2 separate regions of the Sus scrofa genome follow, and region 2 is linked to region 1. The links are chromatin contacts, called in public HiChIP or PLAC-seq maps. All regions are on one chromosome and are shown on one strand. The core of a region is the stretch at or near the end of the contact, and the rest is flanking DNA. Distances in the headings are between cores, read along the strand shown.

The links. HiChIP or PLAC-seq counts read pairs in DNA pulled down with a chosen protein or histone mark.
Region 2: an H3K27ac HiChIP or PLAC-seq map of alveolar macrophages shows a contact between it and region 1. The contact joins the promoter of TLE3 here to the promoter of RPLP1 in region 1. A contact is called at or near these places in 5 of 5 promoter capture datasets (fetal liver, fetal skeletal muscle, liver and 1 more), 5 of 47 Hi-C or Micro-C datasets (embryonic fibroblasts, heart right ventricle, liver and 2 more) and 2 of 2 datasets of contacts at active chromatin or transcription factors (alveolar macrophages and skeletal muscle).

Annotation. Positions count from the first base shown.
Region 1 is chr1:167,294,371-167,297,695 of Sscrofa11.1, reverse strand. RPLP1 (60S acidic ribosomal protein P1) reads right to left here and starts at 1,612. Exons shown (of 4, transcript XM_021100696.1): 1 at 1,399-1,612; 2 at 597-671. The coding sequence starts at 1,470. It overlaps LOC106509080 (a long non-coding RNA gene), which reads left to right and starts at 1,701. Exons shown (of 3, transcript XR_001306322.2): 1 at 1,701-2,110.
Region 2 is chr1:167,854,050-167,857,374 of Sscrofa11.1, reverse strand. TLE3 (transducin-like enhancer protein 3) reads left to right here and starts at 1,462. Exons shown (of 20, transcript XM_021100790.1): 1 at 1,462-2,542; 2 at 3,117-3,217. The coding sequence starts at 2,519.

The sequences.
Region 1 (3,325 bases), core at 363-2,862:
CTGTACCTATTTCTCTTTCTTCACCTTTGCTGGAATCTGCCAGTGACATTTTGTTTGCTACTTAGACAGGACAGCTATACTTTAATCAAGAGTCACTGAATTGCTTACTTTTATAGATGAAAAAACTGGCCCCAAAATACTTAACGAGTTGGAAGACACCCTAAGCTTCCTTAAAACACTCAAACTAGGAATTCTTTCCAAGTTCCTTGGGTAGGAATGCTGTACTCACTAGTCTTTAAGTATTCAGTAAAAGACCACCGCACCAATTTCTATGGTGGCAGTTTACTTGGAATAGCACAAATATTATTATCTCCTGGGTGATCCTTTTATGAAGGGATTATCTGCTTAGTACATATTCTATCGTGGTTTTATAACAGAAGAAAGTGAAGTCTGAGACCAGAAAATAAGACATGACACCAAAAACTTAATTAGCTCTTAGAGATAGAAATGTGAGGAAATACTGCCTATACTTGGACAAGTCCAGGGGAACATGGGGCCTCCTGGCACTCCTGGAGATTAAATTAATACCTGACTTAATAAATCAGTAAGTCTTCCAAAATTAGTTTCTCCAAATCATTCTGCCGCCATCACCTTACCTTTGCAAACAAGCCTGGCCAGAATGGCTCAACATTTACACCTGCTGCTTTAATGAGAGCATTGATCTTATCCTCCTAAAACAAATAAAATAACAATCCATCAGAGTAATGTATAGCTTCCATACATGTCTCCAAAATACTGCAAATTGAAAGCAAATGACTCAAAACCTGGGTACAAAACCAGTTTAACCAGTTCAAATATCCTACTGGCACTGCACCTAGGCTTAAGGCGACCGTTTTTTACACTCTTGTGAAGAATGTCACTAAGAAAAAAAAAAAAGAAAGAAAAAAGCCTCTGTTCCTGTATGCCAGATACTTTACTAGGCGGCGAGTCCATCCCTGCCATTTCCCAGGCTGGGTCTTGCTCAAGTCACGCAGCTATTTTAAGTCGCGAGGCAAGGCCAGAAGTGGAGCAGGGCTCGAGTGCTCCCCTCCACACCACGCGGCCAAGCCCCACAAGGCCTACTAACAGAACCACAGGCAAAGCAATCACACCAAGAAGAGGTATAAAAAGTCCTGGGATATAACAAGCTACAGATGAGCCTGCCGACGCGCTGCACAAGTTTCTCCAAATAAAGGTTCTCAAAGCCAGAGCGCGACGCCGAAAGTGAAATCCACTCCCTCCCGGGCCTGCACATGGCCGAGACCCAGGCCGCCCGGCACGTGCGCCCGATCCCTCCGGCCCTGTGCCGTGGTGTGGATAGCCGCGGCTCCAGCCCTAAGGGCCTGCCCGCGACGCCCTCGAGGGTGGGGAGCCGGCCACCCGTAGGCCGCCTCGCCGCCAGCCCAGGCCAACACTTACCGTGACCGTAACCTCATCGTCGTGCAGAATGAGGGCAGAGTAGATGCAGGCGAGCTCCGAGACGGAAGCCATGGTGCGGACCAATGCTAGGTGGGGGCTGCCAGGCGCGGTGCTAGTCGCCGGATGAAGTGAGGGCCTCACCCCAACGCGGCCTTAGCTTCCTCGGAAGAACCGAGCACCTTAGCGGCAGCTGAGGAAAGGGATTCCTCGCGCCTGCGCGCAGCCTCTTATACTGGTCACGAGGACCAATCGGCGCCCGCGCCTGCCGGAAGAGGCGGTGCTAGGACCTCCCGCTACAATTCACCCAAAACGCCTGCGCAAAAACATAAGTCGCTCATTTGCAAGTTCAGAAAGTTGCTAGGCAGCTGAAGATGCTAACTCGCTGGGTTTCGGTAAAAACTCAGGATTTGGGGACAGTAGAAATACTTTTAGGAGAAAGCTAGGTTAATAGGCATTAATCCTTTCTGCTACTTAAGCAGTCATTTAATGCCGTCGCCAGCGTCCCCACCAGCCGGCAGTGTCCAGCTGAAGGCGGGAGCTAGGTTTTAGCCTGGAGGTTCTGGGGCTTAGCGCAGTCTCGGATAAGATACTAAGGGAATGTACTCGAAAATGAGAAACCTGCAACGTTGCCGTAGCATTTGAGCGCCTACTATGTTCCAAGCACCGAACCACACTCTACCAGAATTCATTTAATCCTCACACAGCATAAAAGGTAAGTACTATTATCTCCATTTTGCAACTGGCAAAACTAAGGTGTAGGCTGGTAACACCTAAGATTCCGCAGTTACTGCGAACCTGAATTTGGAATCTGGGAACCTAACTTCAGTGCTTTCTACTTGTGCGTGCAGAGAGGAATGGGTTTGGGGATTATGAGTAAATTTTCTTTGTTTTTTCTTCCAAAGCATAAAAGGTATATTAGGAATATAGGGGAACTTTCCACTTCAACTTTATTTTTTGTGACTAAGGGACCCCATGATTGGGTGGAAATGCCTTGAAACTGCAGCTGCGATGTTAAAAAATTTCTTGAGTTAACTCCTCTCTGGCTAGGTGCTGTATTGCCGTTTTGTGTCTTTTGAAGCTAATAAAACTGGTGTTGGGTTCATACGGAGAGGTATGCTTTAAAATTTTTTAAATTGAGGTATAATTGACAGTTTCAGGTGTACAACATTAATTGATATTGTTTATATTGTAAAGTGATCACCAAGTCCTGTTAACATCCATTACCATACTTAGATTAAAAAAAATTTTTTCTTCGAATAGGACTCTTAAGGTCTACTCTCTTATCAACTTTTAAATATGATACAGTATTATTAACTGTACTCATGCTATACATTGCATTCTCATGCCTTATTTATTTTATAACTGGAAGATTGTAAATTTTGACCCCCTTCACCATTTTCACTCACCTCAGCATCCCCACTTCTGGCAACCACCAATCTGTTTCAGTAGCAATGGATTTGTTTGGGGGGGGTTGGGTTTTTTTAATTCCACGTATAGTATTTGTCTTTATATGACTCATTTCACTTAGCATAATGCCCTCAAGATGTATGTTGATATTTGTTGTCTCAAATGACAAGAGTTTATTCTTTTTATGGCTGAATAGTGTTCCATCACATTTTCTTTATCCACTCATCCATTGGTGGACAGACACTTGGGTTGTTTTCGCATCTTGGATATTGTAAATAATGCTGCAGTGAACATGGGGTGTAGGTATCTTTTCAAGTTGGTGTTTTTCGTGGATACATACTTGGAAATGGAATTTCTGGATCTTATAGTACTTCTACTTTTAATTTTTGGAGGAATCTCAATACTGTTTTCCATAATTCTTGCACCAATTTACATTCCCACCAACAGTATATAAGAGTTCCCATTTATCCACAGACTCACCAACACTTTTCTCTTCCTGATGATAGCCGTTCTAACAAGT
Region 2 (3,325 bases), core at 213-2,712, 560 kb before region 1:
ATGAGGGGAAAATATAGATCCGGGGCCAACCGCGGGCCCCGGGGTTCGTGCAGGTCCGCGGAGATACTTGGGAAGGGGGGTACCTAGGGCCCACCTGGGCCCGTCCACTCGGCGGTGCCCGTGGGATCTGGGGCGCGGCCACTCCAGCCTTCCAGCCGCTTGAGGCCCATGTCCCCACGGCCCGTCTGCCCTGATGTAACCCCGAGTGCAGGCGATCGAGGCTATCTGTTTGCGGGCAAACTGGACCCAGAGTCGAGTGTGCAACCGCGCGGGGAGTCCCGGAGGCGCGGCGGCGGGGGTGGGAAGAGGAGCGCACGGGGGCGGATGAGAGTCTGCACCTCCCAGGGCGTCAAGGCTGGCGGCCGAGACACCTACGGGCTTGCACGCGCGCCCCTCCACAGGCTTCCGCCGACGCGAAGACCCTGCCGGGAGCAAGCTGAGAAATCCGGGACGGAACTCGGAGCTCCCGGGCCGCGGTGGGGCCAGCAGCCACGGCATTCCCGATTCCGCTTCCCCGGCCCCGACGCTCAATGAACAGCTGCGGCGAGGGCGTAGCCGTCTCCACCAGGAAGGAGCCCCGAGTGGGGATAGCGCGGGAGGACCCGAGTGTCCGCGGGCAGTCGGGCCTTTCCATCTGCTCTGCCCGCCAAAGGAGAGTTCCTTAGGCTTCTCCCCGCGGGCAGCCGCCGCACATCAAAGACGCTGTTTATTTGGCTTTCTGAAAAGGACGAATGAACAAAGAAGAAAAGCTGGGGGCCTGGGGTGGGGGGAGTAGGAGGGCAGGAGAAGGGGAAAAGAAAGGGACACCCTCAGTTCCGAGCAAAATTTTTTTAAGGTGGCAGGCAACTTCGGGAGCCACCATTTTATCGGTCCTAAATCTTGTGAAGTGAAAACATTAAAGTGACAAAGTGATTCTGTTTGTTTTATAGTATCTAATTGGGCTGCTTTGCAGACCTAATGAGATTAGAGGGAGGAATCCTTCGCCGCCTCTGCAGAATAAACTGATACATTACTACCAGCCACAGGTTTTGAGGACTGTACAGTTTGTCTTTTTTTTCTTTTGTTGTTATTCTTCTGTCTTCTCTCTTTCCCCTCCCGCCAAATAATTATTTGCTAGTAGATCGTGGGAAAAAAGAGCGGGGGGGGGGGAAATCCTTAGCAGCCCAGTACTATAATATATATCTATTTATTATATGTCTTTCGGTTAATTCCTGATCTGAGGAGCGCTGTTTTTCACTCCCCTGCGAAAGTCACCAGCGGGTAGGGCCTGATTGCTACTTTTCATGCATAGTTTTAGACACAAGAGGGCATTGTGACGTCGCGCCCGGCGGCGCCCAGTCGCAGGCCGAGTCCGACAGCCCCACGTGGGGACCCCGCGCTCCCATTGGTTAGCGGCTGGCGAAGCTGCCACATTATTTTGTTACTTTTCAGTCCCTATTTGGAACTGCTCTCGCGGCAGTTCAGACCTCGTGCTCGTCCCCCTCGCTTGTCTGTGTGTGGTATCCGCAGGTCCGGGGCACTTTTTTTTGGTGTGTGTGTGTGTGTGTGTGCGCGCGCGCGCGCGCGCGCGTCTGGGGGGATTGTCGGGGAGCGGAGAGGAGAGCCGGGCCGAGGGGAAGGAAGGAAGCCGCAGAGGTCCCCGGTCTCGGGCTGCGTCTCCCCTCCAGCGCTCTCCTGCTTGCGCGCTCGGAGGCGGCGGCGGCGGCGGCGGCGCCAAGCGCTCCTCGCTGGGGACCCGGCCCTCGAGCTGGGAGCAGCGAGGACCCTTTTGCGGCGGTTTCCTGTGCCTGCTGGAGTTAGGATGCCAGGGCGGTTGATTCCCACCTCCTGAGCGCGGAGTTTCCTCCTCGGCCCTGGGAAGGGCTCGCAGCGGCGGCGGCGACAGAAGCAGACTGAACAGCAGGCTCTCCTCTCCAAGGGGGGGCGTCGAAGCGCCCGCGCCGGGCTCCCGCCCTCACCCTCCGGCGCTCCTGCGGCCCAAGCCGCCACCTCGGTGCTTGCCTTCTTCCTCTTCTCGCGGAGAGCTGCCCCTGGGATCGGACCTGAACGCCCTGGATGCTCGGACTGCCCCGGCGCGTCCCCCTCCCGGCGCGACGCGCTGAGTGATCCGGAGGGCGCCCGCGCTTGCCCCAGGAGGGGCCCCGGACCTCGGGACCCCGCGCCGGACCCTCCGGGGTGACGACGATGTCCGCGCAGTCTCCGGCTCTGACGCGCTCCAGGCAGTGGGGGGAAGGCGGCCGGCTTCAGTCAGCCGAACCCTAGGTGCACAAAGCCCAAGCCCACCGCCCGGCCTCGGTGCCCGCCGACGACTTTGCCGCCTGCTTCTCGGCTCTTTGTCTCCGCTTGGGGCGGGCGCCTGACTCTGGGATTTCGCTGCGAGAGCGGGCTGGGGGGGCCGGGGGCGAGCTCTCGGTTTCCCGGCCGCCCCCCGCTCGGTCTTGGCTCCCCCCTCCCCCGCACCTCCCCGACCCGAGCTCTCCGCGTTTCTACGCTCTCAGAATCACGACCCCTCCCTGCCATGTATCCGCAAGGCAGACATCCGGTGAGTAATTGCAACTTGGTTTATTTAAGCATCTATCATGGCAGGGTAAACGAGGCAGTTTATCTGGCACCTCCATTTTGCTTGTTGCTACCTTTATGGTGTGTGTGGGGTGTGTGTGTGTCTGTGCGTATGTGTGTGCGCGCGCGCGCGCTCGCACAAAGGGGATGGGATGGGGGGGCGCCGTTGCGAGAGGAGGTTAATTCCGCTCGATTGGCGGGGGGGTTGGGGGGGGCTGCCAGTGTTCCCGGGGAACTGTTTGTTTTCACGCTGTCCTCCGCCCCCTCGCCTAAGTCTTCCAACTCACTCAGCCTGTCTCCCCCACCTGGGTCTTACTTGGGAAGGGGTGCCCCTTCTAAAAAGGAATGGGAGCCCCGCGGCCAATAGGGAGAGATCTCCCCCCCACGCCCCTTCGGAGAGCTGAGAAACTTGCTGGGAAGGTTCTGGGCCGTGAGGGTGGCCTCTCCGGTTGGGTGGGGGCGGGGGGAGACCAGAGGAAACCACCGAGGGGCCTGGACAGCTTGGTGCCCCGTCTGACGCCCCCGCCCCTCCCCTGTCTTGTCCTCGCCGGCTCCAGGCTCCCCATCAACCTGGGCAGCCGGGATTTAAATTCACAGTGGCTGAGTCTTGTGACAGGATCAAAGACGAATTCCAGTTCCTGCAAGCTCAATACCACAGGTAAGGTCGGTGGGGGCTGCCCCAGGGCTGGCGGGGCGGGGGAGTCCCCGCCGAAGCTCCTGTCACCCTCTCCTCTCGGGGACAGATCGGGCTCCAGACCCCGGGGCG